Linked DNA regions of Sus scrofa: all the other regions are linked to region 3. Evidence: chromatin contacts called from public Hi-C and promoter capture Hi-C data. All regions are on one chromosome and are shown on one strand. Each heading gives the region's core, a stretch centred on a gene start, on an enhancer-like site or on the middle of the called end of the contact. The rest is flanking DNA. Distances are from core to core; before and after follow the strand shown.

What was found. Promoter capture Hi-C pulls out the DNA fragments that hold promoters and counts their contacts. Hi-C and Micro-C count contacts between places; a contact is called where the count stands out from the background.
Region 1: a contact with region 3 is called in a promoter capture Hi-C map of fetal skeletal muscle, with 10 times the contacts expected there. The contact joins the promoter of AAGAB here to the promoter of SKOR1 in region 3. A contact is called at or near these places in 3 of 5 promoter capture datasets (fetal liver, fetal skeletal muscle and liver) and 3 of 47 Hi-C or Micro-C datasets (embryonic fibroblasts, heart right ventricle and mesenteric adipose tissue).
Region 2: a Hi-C map of epiblast stem cells shows a contact between it and region 3, with 1.7 times the contacts expected there. The contact joins the promoter of SMAD3 here to the promoter of SKOR1 in region 3. A contact is called at or near these places in 1 of 5 promoter capture datasets (liver), 4 of 47 Hi-C or Micro-C datasets (embryonic fibroblasts, epiblast stem cells, heart right ventricle and 1 more) and 1 of 2 datasets of contacts at active chromatin or transcription factors (skeletal muscle).

Annotation. Positions count from the first base shown.
Region 1 is chr1:165,191,220-165,195,693 of Sscrofa11.1, reverse strand. It overlaps AAGAB (alpha- and gamma-adaptin-binding protein p34), which reads left to right and starts at 2,692. Exons shown (of 9, transcript XM_005659865.3): 1 at 2,692-2,879. The coding sequence starts at 2,750. IQCH (IQ domain-containing protein H) reads right to left here and starts at 2,604. Exons shown (of 21, transcript XM_021100401.1): 1 at 2,488-2,604. The coding sequence starts at 2,538.
Region 2 is chr1:164,995,155-165,000,063 of Sscrofa11.1, reverse strand. SMAD3 (SMAD family member 3) reads right to left here and starts at 1,607. Exons shown (of 9, transcript NM_214137.1): 1 at 1,220-1,607. The coding sequence starts at 1,425.
Region 3 is chr1:165,752,113-165,756,922 of Sscrofa11.1, reverse strand. It overlaps SKOR1 (SKI family transcriptional corepressor 1), which reads right to left and starts at 3,401. Exons shown (of 9, transcript XM_021100496.1): 1 at 3,295-3,401; 2 at 875-3,074. The coding sequence starts at 3,401.

The DNA.
Region 1 (4,474 bases), core at 1,443-3,942, 560 kb after region 3:
GGAGACTTTGAGCTACACTATATCAGTTCCAACCTCCAGAGGAATGAGACTGAAATCATTAATCTGTTCTTAGGGAAGGGCTGAAGACCAAAAGTCAGTGAAATGAGCATTGTGATCAAGCCCCAATAAAAACTCTGGACACTATAGTCTTGGGGACACTTTCCTAGTTGGCAGTAGTTTGTGCATAGTGTCACACATCATAGCTGGAAGGAGGTGGTATGCTCCATGACTCCACTGGGAGAAAATGGCTGGAAGCTCCATTTAGACCCCTCCTCAACTCTGCCCTAAGCCTTTCTTCCCTTGATTGAATTCTTATCCTTTGGCCATAATAACACCATAATTGTAAGCACAACACTTTCCTGAGTTTTTTGTTTTTGTTGTCTTTTTGCCTTTTCTAGGGCCACTCCAAAGGCATATGGAGGTTCCCAGGTTAGGGGTCCAATTACAGCTGTAGCTGCCGGCCTACACCAGAGCCACAGCAACGCCAGATCTGAGCTGCATCTGTGACCTACACCACAGCTCACGGCAGTGCCGGATCCTTAACCCACTGAGCAAGGTCAGGGATTGAACCCGAAACCTCATGGTTCCTAGTTGGATTCGTTAACCACTGAGCCACGAGGAGAATGTCTCCTGAGTTTTTTGAGTTGCTCCACCAAATTAGCCAGCGTGAGGCGGCTGGAGTTCCCAAATGTGTAGACAGCTGGTCTGAAGTGAGGGTGCTTCTAGAGACCCCTGTACTTGTGCCTGGTGTCTAAGTGAGGGCAGTCTTGTGGAGATTTGGCAGTTTGGCTAAACTCATTCTAAGGTGATGGTGAAAGCAAGGATAATATAAGGTGAGGTAAGACTATCTGGGTATGATTCATAATGGGGAAGTCTGTAAAATTGGTGAGTTTAGGGGTTTGTATTTTGGAAAAGGTGAATTTAAAGAAATCTCCCAAAAGGGAGGTAAGAGACCAAGTCCTAGCAGGAAGAAAAATTAGACCCATTGCAGATCTGAGTGAGAGTCCTGATAAAGTGACCTTAGGCAAATTACTTTAAGCCCTGGTCAAATAGTGCTAAATATGTGTTAAATGTGATGCTATATGTAGAAATGTTTTAAAACTACCATATTGAAATGTGAAAAAACAAAATGCTTTTAATATTTGGAAAAATCTGAGTGTAATTGTCACAAGCTAAGTTATGCTGGAGAAGCTAATACTTTCTTCTTCCTCCTTTTTTGGCCAAATCCGTGGCATGCAGAAGTTCCACAGCCAGGGATCAAATTTTTGCCACAGCAACAACCAGAGCTGCTACAGTGACAACACCAGATCCTTAACCCTCTGAGCCACAAGAGAACTCTGAAGTTAATATTTTATTGATATTCCGCCCTCAGATTAGAAAAAGTTACTTCCGGGAGTTCCCGTCATGGCGCAGTGGTTAACGAATCCGACTAGGAACCATGAGGTTGTGGGTTCGGTCCCTGCCCTTGCTCAGTGGGTTAACGATCCGGTGTTGCCGTGAGCTGTGGTGTAGGTTGCAGACGCGGCTCGGATCCCGCGTTGCTGTGGCTCTGGTGTAGGCCGGTGGCTACAGCTCCGATTAGACCCCTAGCCTGGGAACCTCCATATGCCGCGGGAGCGGCCCAAGAAATAGCAACAACAACAACAACAAAAAGACAAAAAGACCAAAAAAAAGAAAAAAGAAAAAGTTACTTCCCTGTGTTTTTAAATTTGTCACATTTCCATATTCAAAACTGTTAACTTGAATAGTAAGCTTTTATCTTGAATTTATTTCCCTATTGTATGTTCCCAAGCAAGGGGTTTTAATTTTATTTATCTTTTATTGCAATATAATTGGCATACAACATAATAATTAGATACTTGTTCATATTGCAAAATGATCAACATAAGTCTAGTTAACATCCATCTCCATACACATTCACAATTTTTTTTCTTGTAATGAAAACTTTTTAAGATTTACTCTCTTAGCAATTTAAATACACACTAAGTATTGTTAACTACAATTACCATGCTCACGTCCCCAGAACTCATTTATTTGCAAGGGACTTTTAGATCCCCCCAAATTGGGGTGGTTAAGAAAGGCAGTTCACATATTTCAGTTTCTCCCCAGCTTTATCACCTCTCCGTTGTGTCTGATTTGTATCGCCTCCAGTTCCCTACTTCATGGATTCAAAATTTTTATGACATAACATTTAAAAATGGTGCCTCGGTGTAAGAAAAGATAGCTTTTTCCAAAGTAGAGGTCCCTGGCGGGGTGTATGGTCGTGGAGTTTTACCAGAGACAGAATGACTGGCGCTTCCCAGGGTCAGGCTGTGGAGGTGTGTGAGGCGGCCGGGCGAGTTCTGGGTTCGGATATTTGGGAGTTCTCCGAGCGGTGCCGCCCCTCGCCTGGGAGGCAGTCTAAAGGCTGGACACCAATGGATGGACGCTGCTGGGCCTCGCTCGAAGGGCCTTAGCCGGGTAGGGCCGGGAGAGACCCATTCCCACCTGGATTAAGATGGATCCGATGGGGTCATGGTTTTCTGGCGCCTGGGCCATGCCTACCACCGGGCGCGGCTACCTCGCAGAGGAGGCGCGGTTTCTAGGCACATTAATTCTCCGCAGGGGGAGCTCGTTCCCATGGCAACCCAACGCGCAGCGCGGCCCGGTCCACGACGGGAGCGGAAGAGGGGGATGGAAAGGAGGCAGGGCCGGCCGTGCCTTCTGAGAACGCGCCTTCCTTGCACGCCTCCCCTGCGCGACAGCGGCCATGGTATCGCCCAAGGCGGAAGAGGCTTGGAGACCAAACCGGATCGCGGGTTCAGCAATGGCTGCGGGTGTCCCCTGCGCTCTGGTCACCAGCTGCTCGTCCACCTTTTCTGCTGACCGGCTAGTCCAAAGTGAGTAGAAGGTCTCCTGGGCCGAATTCCAAGCCCCCCCCCCCGCCCCGCCCCGAGGCTTGGCGGGTGACATTCCCAACACTGTGGCCTCCCTTGGGAGCCTCTGTCCCAGCCGCGGGGCCCTGGATTCTTCCTCTCCTCCGTGGTGGCCCAAGGTCCCGCGGGTGCTCTTGGGAGGCAGTCGAGGTGCCCAGTGTCCCAGGGGTCCACCCCAAGCTCGTACACACCTTGCTTCTCTGCTTTGTCTGGCCCGCCATGACGTTTCTTCCAGCTTTTTCTGTAAAGTGGGACTAATCCCCGCCCAGCCCAGGGGTTGTTGCGGTCAAGCTTTGAGGTGAACCGAAAAGGCGCTCTGGAAATTGTACGGAGGAACGAGGGTGTTAGGAGCAGAAATAGTGATTTTTGTTGCCATCTCTGCTCCTGAGGTGGAATGTGGTTCCTTTTGGCCACCCCTTGGTGCGTATAAGACTTGTTAGCCTTATCCCCTCCACTCTGCAGTTATTCATGTCTTGCCTTCCTCCAGAGGCTAGGTCCTCTCCCTGTATCAGTTTTTGGTTATTATTGGTCCTATTCCCTTTCTTTGCCTCTGGAACTTCATAGTGTTTGTCAAAGTAGGTAACTTAAAAGAATTGTAGGCGTGGAGGGGAGACCAGTGTAATAGAGAGAGGATAGGATTGGATCTTAGGCTCAAATCTTTCACTAAAGGACTCTGAAGTTGATTATAACTCAAGACTCCTGTTTTAAGTGCGTGGCTTCGAGTCAGAACAGTGACTCTCAACTGTGAGATAACACGCTTAACTTCTGCTCTTCAGTTTTCTTGTAAAATGGTGATTATTTCCACAGAATTGTTGTGCTTAGCCCAGCTTAAACGTTCGATAAAACGTATGTATTTTGATTAAAATGCATTATCTCGCTGGCCTTCAGTTTTCTGATCCTGAAAATGGGGCATATGAACCTAACAGAATTCTTTGAAGGACAGATGATGTGACATTTTGAAACCATTTTGTAAACTGTAAAGCATCATATAAACTAACTTTCTCTCTATAACTGTTGAATGACAGAATTAGGCAGGATGTCCCTCTAATGCAAATATTCTATAACTTAGTTGTCTTTTGTAATCATTTAAAAAGTCCCTTGCTACAATAGAAGTTTAATTATAACGCTAAATAACTAACTGCTCCAATGACACCGTTTCCATACCTCTCAGCAGTGCTCCTTCCCGTTTTTTTCCTTTCTTTTCTCTTTAAAAATTGTTTTGTTGTAAAAGTAGTGCATATTCTATTAAGATTTATTAGCCTGTGGAGAAAAAATGTCAGCCATGGTCTCATCAGCCAAACACAAATAATGTGTTAACATTTCTGTGCATTTATATCCAGTTTTTTTTTCCAATGCATAGATTCTAAAGAAACTTGTAATTACATTTCACATATAGTTTTTATCCTGATATTTTATATATCTTTTACATTATATATAACATGTTATATTTCAGTATTTTGTATGTATGAATCAAAATATTTGATGTATCTTAAAGTCTATTTAAGTATATAAAATTATGTATTTATAACATTTAATATGTGTGATTTGTATAAAAATAT
Region 2 (4,909 bases), core at 358-2,857, 760 kb after region 3:
GGCAATTTCTGTGGGGTGCAGGCCCTGGGGACCCTCCACTCAATCCTCTGCAGCCCAGGACCCAAAGGACATCTCCCCCACCCCACCCCACCCTGCCCCCCCACACACACACTTTCTCTCTCTCTCTCTCTCTCTCTCACACACACACACACACACACACACACACACACACACACACTCCCTTGGAGCAGAATCGGACTTCTAAAGGGGGCTGGCTGAGAGGGAAAGACAGGAGACTATGGTGCCCCCACACCCCAATTCCCAGCCAGGCGCAGCGAAGCTAAAAGAAGGCCCTGGGGAGTGGAGAGAAGTCACTGACCCCTTCTATCAGCCATCTGTGAGCTCCCGCCTGACCTAGCTAGCGCAAAGTGGAGGATAAAGGAGGTCCAGACAGATGGCACAGCGCTTTGGGAAGGAAGGCTCTGTAGGAATGCGAGGGCCGAGGCGAGGCCCCCCTTTGGGGTGCGTTTTGTTATCTCCTCAGTTCTCAGCCCCCCGCGTTTTGCAGCCACTCGCAATCTATGGCTGAAAGGTGGGCCAAAAAACAGTCGGGGGAGAAGACCCTACCCTCTGCCACTTATCTCTCTCATTTGAAAGTCAGACCACCCCACTGCAAGTAAAGTGCGTGTGTGTGCGGAGGGGGCGGGAGACTGGCACAACCGAATCTAAAAATACTCGATAAAAATGCTAATCCCGAAGGCAAAGAGAGAACGAAGAAGGAATCTGTCAATCACGAGGCTCCCGCTCCTCACCCACAGCCCCAGCTGTACGGACTGCATTCCTGCCGAGGAGGAAAGAAGTGGGGGGACAGGGATGAAGAAAAGAAAGGGAGAGACACCACCACCTCCACGAGCGCGGGCCGCGGGGGCGGGAGGCGGCGGCGGAGGAGGGGCTCCGGCCCGCGGAGCTGAACAAAGCGGGCCTCAAGTTCTAGCCCGCAGCTCCCCCGGGGTGGGGGCCGCCGATTCCAGCAGCACCCGCTTTCCCGGAGGTGAAAAGCGAATACGAGGTCTGGGAGCGCGAATGCCGTGTGGAAGCCTCAGGCTCTGAATCTCTGCAAATCCAGAGAAGGTTTTGTTTGGGGTCCCCCGCTTTCCTGTCTGTGTTCCCACCGCCCCCCCCCTACACACACACGGGCACCCAGGCCACCCCTCCGTTCCAACCCCCCGCCACGCCAGGGGGCTGGGCGGGCGCGCCCCAGGGTCCCTCGGGCCCCCACCTGGGGATGGTGATGCACTTGGTGTTGACGTTCTGCGTGGTGATGGCCTTCTCCAGTTCGTCCAGCTGCCCCGTCTTCTTGAGCTTCTTGACCAAACTCTTGACCGCCTTCTCGCACCACTTCTCCTCCTGCCCGTTCTGCTCACCCTTCTTCCAGCCCAGCAGGCGTTTCACGATCGGGGGCGTGAAGGGCAGGATGGACGACATGGCTGGGGAGGGCGCGCGGGCGGCGAGGGGCGCCCCCGGCGGGGCTGGGCGCGGCGGAACGCCGGGGGCGCAGCGGGGAGCTCGGCCGGGCTGGCCGCGGCCGCCCAAACTTCGCCTCAACTCTCGGCGAACTTGCCGGTGCTCCCGGCCGGGCCGCGGCGCTGCAGCCTGCGGGGCTCGGCGTGCGGCCCTGTGCCCCGGGCGGCTCCCTCGGTGAGGAGAAGAGCGGCGGGGAGAAGGGCGGGCGGCAGCGGCACGGGATCGGGAAGGCCCCGGACGCGGGGCGGAGGCGGCGGCCGCGGGGCTCCGAGTGGCAGAAGAAAGTTTGGGTTTCCGCACGGGGTGGCTGTTTGGGTGCCGCCTCCAGGAAGGAAAGTCCAACCCTCAGCCAAACTTTGCTCGCCTCGCTCGCTTTGATGCGCAGATCCCTCCGCCTCGGCAGCCTCGCCTCCCTGCTGCCCTCCTCCTTCCCGGCTCTCTCGCTCGCTCGCTGGGCCGGCCCGGGGCGTGCGCCGCGCTCCCGCTCCCGCTCCCGCCCGCTCCCAGTCTGTGTTTCATGCAAATCCGCGTGCAGCCTCCTTTCCAAGCGCTGTCACCGCCCCCTTGCCGCCGGGGCTCCCCGCCTCCTCCCCCGCGCCCCGCCGCCTCCTCCCGCGGGCGCCCTGCCCGCCCCCCGCCTCCGGGAGGGCGCCGGGCCGTCCCCCGCCCGGCGCGGAGCACGCCCACGTGGGCGACCGGGGGCTGCGGCGGACCTGGCTGGAGCTCGCAAGACCCCGCGCGGCCCTGACCTGAATCCGGCGGGCGCCGGGAGGAAGTCGTGGGAAAGGAGCGGCGAGAGGGGCCCCGGACGGGAGGGCCGGGCTCGGGCCGTGGCGTCCGCTCTCGGAACCCACACTAAGAAAGTTCAGTTGGCGTGGCGGGCCCGAGAGGGTTAGGCTCGCACGAACGCACGACGTCTGGCCGCAGGCTGGCCGTGCATCCCTGGGAGGACCCGGGTCCGAGAGAGGGCGTGCGCAAAGCTGAGGCCCAGGAAGGCTGGCAGCGCACTGGTATGCGGGCACGCGAATCCCGGTTAGGGACCTTGGTGGCGCCGGTGACTCTAGGGCTCCTTTAATTCTAGCACCGGTGAGATCTTACCGGTTTAGAGCCCCGAGACCGTGCGAAGGAGGGATTAGGAAGGGGCTCGCTCTCAGAAGTGGAGATTCGGGGACCCTAGTGACTCCCTGTATAATAACTGGAGCCAGGGGGTCCCAGGGGCCTTGGGAAACAAGTGCCCAGCAGAAAACGGGCCTCAAAGGTATCCGTTGAGTTCAGGACGGGGCGCTTCAGAATTTATCTTTGGAGGAAAAGTTTCATTACAGGGTATTTGGAATCTTATGATGAGCAAAGAGCCGAAATTCAACACCCTATAAATAGAAGGCAAGAGCTTTGTTTTCAAAGCTGTGAACTTGCAAAAAAGTGGGGCAAGAGGGCAGTACCGGGGAACCTTATGTATTCCAAATTAGCTCTGGTGGGAAGCAAAGAAATACCAAGATATTGGGGGCCCTCTGGGGCTTCTCTCCCCAGAAGCACAATTCAAGGGCATCTGCCCCCAGACCCCTCCTGCAGCTGCTTTCAGGAGTTACCCCAGGACCCCAGGGCCTTTCTCCTGCTGCCCCTCCCCTACCAGGCCTCTAGCCTTTGTTTGTTTTTAACAGCAGGAAACTCCTGTGGTGAGAAAGAAGTTATCTGCAAACTCTGGCGGGTGGGGAGTCACAAAGCTCTGTGAGGTGTGGCCTAATCCACAAAATCAGCCCAGAAGCGCAGGGACCCCTGCAAGTAGGAGTGACTGCCCTCCTACCAGCCTGTCCGCACTGGGGCTGAGCACTAACTGGGCTCCTTGTCTTCCTCTCTTCTAACTCCCCGCCTGCTGGGACCTTAAGGGGGAATCCCTGAACCCCAACCCGGGCTTAATGACCTGATTCCCCTTCCTGGCCCATCCCCAAGCTAACTGGCAGCCAGCGTCATCTCATTTCACTCCCTTCCTCCCAGCCCTCCTCAGACCAGAGCAGGGAGGAAGGCAATCAACATTTATTGATGGCTTTCTTCCTTCCAGGTAGCCCAAGTGCTTTCCTCTGATTTTGTCTTCACAGTGGCTCTGGAGGTAAATGTCCCCCAGCCTCCCATTTACAAATGAAGCACCTGAGGTTGGAGGTTATAACATGTACTCGAGATTCCCAGGGCAGAATTGGGATTGGGACCCAGTGACTTGTGAGGCCTCGGTCCACATTCTTGCCACTGCACCCAGCCAGCTGCCTTACAGAGCTGGGAGGGTGAAGGTGACATCACAGATGGAGCTCTTTGCAACACAAAAGTTCTTTACACAGGTGCACTATTGTGATACTACAAGAAATGTTTGTTCACCTGTAAAATGGGGCTAGAAGTAGCTTTCCTCTCAACCTCCTAGGGTGGTTGTGGGGATCCAATGGGAAAAGCTTTGCAAACATCAAGTGCTGTAAAGAAATAGAAACACGCCTTGGGGGAGTTCCCACTGTGGTGCAACGGGATCAGTGAGTGGTGTCTCTGAGTGCTGGGATGCAGGTTCAATCCCTGGTCCAGCACAGTGCCTCGCAACTGAAGCTTGGATCTGATCCCTGGCCCAGGAACTCCGTATGAAGAGTAAAGAGCCAAGCAGAATGGAAGGCAGCATTCGGTTAGACTTATGTCTATGGAGCACCTCCACTGCTGGGAATCCAATGAAAGAACTTAGGTCCCTAACCTAAGGAGCTCCCTAGCTGTGTGCCTGCAAAAGGGCCCTTGCCATCATCCCAGTAAAACATTCCTTTTAACCTGAAGATCAAATCAGGCAGGTCCAACTGTTGAGAGGCAGTCAGATCCAGTCAAAGGACCTCCGGCTTCATCATGACTGACCTGGCTTTCGATCTTAGCTCTCCCTCTCCCTTCACCACACTGAGCATCTGTTCTCTTCAGCTGTAAGAATGGAGCACACAATTCTTATTACGAACCTAGAAAGAGCGCTAACGCTGTTCTCCATCCGTGGAAGCCCTTCATTTTATCAGGCAGATGCCAGGTGTGGTGAAGGGCAGTTTGCACTCTGGAGGTCAGGAGCCTAAGAGAGATCGAGGATTGAATGCACTGGGCGGGCCTGTCATGATCCTAAGCCTCTGAATCATGGCACAGGAAGGGCCCCTTGTCTTCCTGAGGGGAGGCAGTAACTAGTCAGCAGCTAGTTAGCATGGCTGAACCATGCTGTCCTGCACTGCCTTCATATGCTGGCACCCACGGGACAGGGACAGCTGTACATGCAGAAAAACACCACCAGACCCACGTGTGAGTCCAACAAGTGCCACTTCCGGGCCAGTTCTTTCTCCTCTGGCCTCCTCAGTTCCTCCACTAGAAGAGTTGGGGAAGTCAGCTCAATTACACAAAGCAGTGAGGAGGGCTGAGGCTTGGATTCTTTGGGGGCCAAGAGGACCCTACATGC
Region 3 (4,810 bases), core at 2,152-4,651:
GAGGCAGGTTCACAGCTATAGCTTCCCGGAAATTATTAGCGCCCTCGAGAAAATTACCCGAAACACAAAGCGGCTCCCAAACCAAGGGCCACTCAAAGCCGCCCCACCCTCTTTACTAGCTTCTTTTTCGGCGTCTTCTCACCCACCCGCGCCCAGTCCCCGGCATAAATGAGGCCTTTCGCATCCGGCTAATGATTCGTGTTTTAATGGACCGAATGGAAATGTACAGGTGTGTTCACCCATTTTCAAATGGCCAAGAATTCAGGCTCAGCTGCACAAACCACCACGAACACCCGTAGCCCTGCCAACCTGAAGAGCTCCTCTCCTGCCCCGCACACTGTCTCAACTTCCTGTCAACAAACCCTGCGGTTCCCAGGGAAGGAATTCAAAGAGATTCGGAAAATTACGAGTTGGGGTGGAGAAAGGTTTCCGAGCACTCTGTACTTCGGTTTTGGGGAGAGGCCGCCTTCTTCTCTCTTTACCGGCTCTTCTTCCCCAGTGCTCTGATCCTCATCCGGGCAGGCGTGCTACCTGTCCGGGCTCGAGAGCGCTTTTGGGCCCTTTCTTCCAAACCCATTTTATTTGTCTCTATGTGACTGCCGGTCTCCGCACATCTTCTCCCAACTCCCATCAACAAAAACACAGTACCTTGCCCTGCCCCCCATCTTCCGAAACCCTCAGTCGAGGATCCCAGCGAGCCCAGCTCCACCGCACTTCCCAAACAGGGCCTACACAAAGTAGCCGGGGCCTACTGCTTGAACGCCCGCCCAGAAAAAAATTCCTGTCCTTCACCTGGCCAGGGCCTATTCCACATCCCGGAACTGCCGAGGGGTAAGCGAGGAGGCGCCACCAGCAGGGCAGGCGCGGGGCTCACCTTGGCGGGCGCGGGGCCCCCCAGCGGTCCGCAAGGCTCTCGCAGCTCATAGCCGCCGCTTGGCGAGCTCCTCTCGGATCTCCGCACCATGTCATCGGCAGCCGGGTCCCCAAATGCAGATCGACTGGTTGGGAGTAGCCCTGGGCGGCGCCGGGGGTGAGGGCTGCCGCCGTCAGGCGAGTCTGTGGGACCGTCGGCGCTCGAGGAGGTGGCAGAAGGGGGCCCTGCAGGCTGGTCGCCGTCTGGGACGTCTCCTGTGCCGGGCGCGCTGGGCTCGGCCTCATCCGGGGTGCCCTCATCGTCGGGGAAGCGGTTAGACTCAACGTCCACCTCGGGTTCGTCGGCAGTGTCCACGTCGGGGGAGGCGGAGTGGTAGCTGGAGCTGCCCTCACTCAGAAAGTCCGGGCTCACGTAGCCGCCGCCAGACCCTGCGCCTGGCCCCGGCCCACGAGCTGGCCCACCGCCGTACGCGTCACGAGCGCTACCGTAGAGCTTGGCGATGCTCTCGGCGTCCTTGACCACCGGCCGGAAAGCCGACACGTAGGAGCCTTTGCGTGCGGGCGGCGGCGGTGGGGGAGGCAATGGGGCTAGCGGTGGTGGCAGCGCGTCTTCCGCGCCATCCTCGTCCAGTGGCCCGCGAGATAGAGCGCTTGGACAGCGATCCTCTGCGACTAGGCTGCCCTCCTTGGCCGGCTCGGCACCGTCCAGGGGCTCTGGGCCGCCACCACCGGCCGCCGCCGCGGCCGCTGCAGCCGCCGCCGCTACAGCCGCCGCCACGGCCTTGGCTTGGCTCTGCGCGGCTGGATAGGGCGGCACCGGGAGGCTGCCTGCCGCCGGCCAGAACATAGGAAACGTCGGATATACAGTGGCTGCTGCAGCCGCCGCTGCCACGGCCGCCGCGTCCTTGGCTGCCCCGGAGGGCTGGTGACCCCAGAACATAGCGCCGCTGCCTGGGCCAGCCCCCGCCCCAGGGGGCAAGTGGCCAGTTCCTGGGCCGCCCGCGCCTGCGCCAGTGCCGGCACCCCCGCCGCTCCCTGTGCCTGGGCCGCCCTTGGGTTCGCCCGCGCCTAGCACCGGGTCGTCCTTTTTGGGGCAGAGGCCGAAGGCGGTGGGGAAGCTGTAGGGATGAGGGAAAAGCGGCGGGGGCAGCTTCTGCAAGAGGCCAAAGCCCTTGCTGGGCACCGGGATCACCGGGTAGCTGCGTACGCCGGTGCCTCCACCAGGCCCTCCAGGACCCCCGGGGCCACCGGCTCCCGCCGCCAGACCAAGTCCCCGCTGCGGATGAGGAGGAGGCGGCCCGGGAGGTCCGGCGGCCTCATCTTCGCCACAGCGCAGGCTTTTGTGGGGTGGCGGGCCTGGGGCCATTTCCGCGCCGCAACCGGGGCCGCCACTGCCGCCACCGCCAGCACCACCCTTTCCCTGCCCACCCGACCCGCCGTTAGCGCCGCCGCTGCCTCCTTGCAGCGAGAAGGTCCGTTTGCGGGTGCCGCCATTGAACATGGCCTTGACGTCCTCCCAAGCGTGGCTCAGTTCGTCTGTAGCCGACTTGTCACTGAGTTTGAGGTGTCGGCGCCACGAGTTAAAGTTGGCTGCGTCGGGCTGCGTGTACTTGGCGTCAGGTGTGCGGTGCGAGTGGAAGATGAACTTGTTGGGCGAGAAGTACATGCTGCAGTAACCGCATTTGATGCACTTGGCACGCGAGCTGTTGTAACGCGCGGGGATGAAGCTGCCACGCGAGCCCCAGGCGCACTCGTGCACTACATCGAAGGCGAAGTTCTCAGGTAGCTTGGGTGGCTTGTGTTCGCCCAGGAACGACTTGCACAGCCGTTCGGCCTCGCGCTTCGTGATCATGCCGCAGCGGCGCGACGAGATGGGCATGGCCCCGGCCCGACGCAGAATCTCCAGCTGCACCGGCGTGCACTGCACGCACGTGATGCCCAAGGCCACGCGACGGTTGTGGATCTCATTGTAGCTGTAGTTCTTGAGGAGAGTGTTGGAGATCTGTGCTAGGCAAAGGCGCTCCTGACCATCGATGACCAGAGACACGATAGGCACACCGTACAGCGACGTCTCGCCCACTTGGTTGGGTTTGAGAGCGCTTGAGCCCGAGTAGGGCTGCAGCTCCTGCTTGGAGTTGGGTGAGGAGCTGCCCTCGCGCCCCGGCCCCAGCTGAGTGGTGAGAGCCTCCATGCCGCCGCTCCTGCGAAACAGAGAAAGCAGAGAGCCAATAAGCCATTTTCAGCGCCAACGCGGCTCGGCCCGCCCAGGAGGGCGCGCCGAGTGAGGCGCGCAGGGAAACTTGGCAATGGGGAGTCCAAGCTCATTCGCCCCCTGGACGGGCGCCTTTTGTTATTCAGACGGGTGCTGGCGCTGGAACAAAAGCCCCCAAGGTTTGGAGATGGAGTAGGGGTAATTGAGACCTCTGGAATGCCCCGGTAGCTAGGAACCCGATCTGGTTTTCAGATTGGGGAGGAAGTGGGACTCAGAGATGGAGAGTGACTTGCCCAAGGCCACACAGCAAAGCCATTGCCAAACCCGCGCTTCCTGGCGCCCGAATCCGTGCGCCTTCGGCCACCCTCACAGCCTGCCCTACCCGCCCTGGTGCTGAAGCCGGGACTTCGGGGACAGGCCGCCCCTCTGCTCAGTCGCGCATGCACGCGGGCGGGCGGGGGCAGCGCCAGGAGGAATGGGGGGAGGGGCGGTCTCTGCCCACCTCCAGACAGCAGGGGGCGGACGGCGCGGGGCGGGGGGGCGGGGGGCCGAGGCGGGGGGGAGGCAAGGAGAAGGAGGAGGGTCTTGAGGCCGTGAGGGAGGCGGGGAGAGGCAGAGACGACCGCTGTTCACGGTGCTGAACCCGGCTCTCTCCAAAGCACGCCTCGAGCTTCCAGCCCCAGGCTTGCCCTCAATGCACTCAGCTCCGTGCCCAGCCGGCTCCCCAGGAAAACAGCGCTGCCTTCCACAAACACAAGCTTTTCCTCTCACTCCCGGAGCTTTGCATTCGTTGAGCAGAAAGATTCTGGCTGGAGCCGTTTTCTATAATTCGTTTTCTTTCCAGCCATCGATGGGATCAGGGTCAGGCAATTCCTAACCACGTTTTCTGCATTTTTAGCTGCGTTCCAGACTAAAACTGGTTTCCCTCTGGGTCAGCACGTGGGATGGAGAGGCTTTAGTAAGTTTCTCAGAAGCCACTTCTCCTTTGCTTCTAGCAACCCACTCCCTAAGTTTTCCTCCTTCAAATATGCTTTTTCCACCCAGGCCAAAAGCAGTCTCTCCAGGCTCTGAGCTTCCTCTTTTGGGGGCGTCATCTTTTTGAGTATCCTTCATGCTGGGCTGTCCTGACTCATTTTGGCTGAAAGGAATCCTGGCTGGTCTCTGAAGCTACCACAAGCCTCCAGGTCAAAAGTTACTGCTGGTCCTGAGCTTTACTCTCTGGCCAAGGCTAGGAGGCAGCCAGGTCCAGGGACATCAACAGCAGGAGGACACGAGGATGATGCTTGGGGCCCCCTAGGTGACCCAGCCCTGCCACGTGTCATCAGACACGGAAGGCTCCCTCCACCCCCATGGCTGAAGGCGCTCCTGCGGCCCAGGCAGGCCAACCCTAAGGGCCCCTCCCCTAAACTCGGCAGGAAAGGCAGATCCATTTTTACAGGGGCAGCTCCAGCCCGACAGGGGATCAGACCTCAAAAGCCTCACCAAGGAAACTGAGATCTTCTGAGGGTCCATCTCTCTCCCTCTCTCCGTCTAGGTGCCCCTCATCTGTCGATCTTATCTGTCCCTAAGGTGTCTGTCTCTCCCAGCTCACGCCTCTTTCTCCCATCTGTCCTTATACCTTCTTAAATCAAGCTATTTAATCTGTTATCTGCCTGTTTCATCTTTATCTCCGTGGATCAAATTGAAACTAGTTGACCCTCCTTTTGCGTTAAAGTCCCTCCTAAC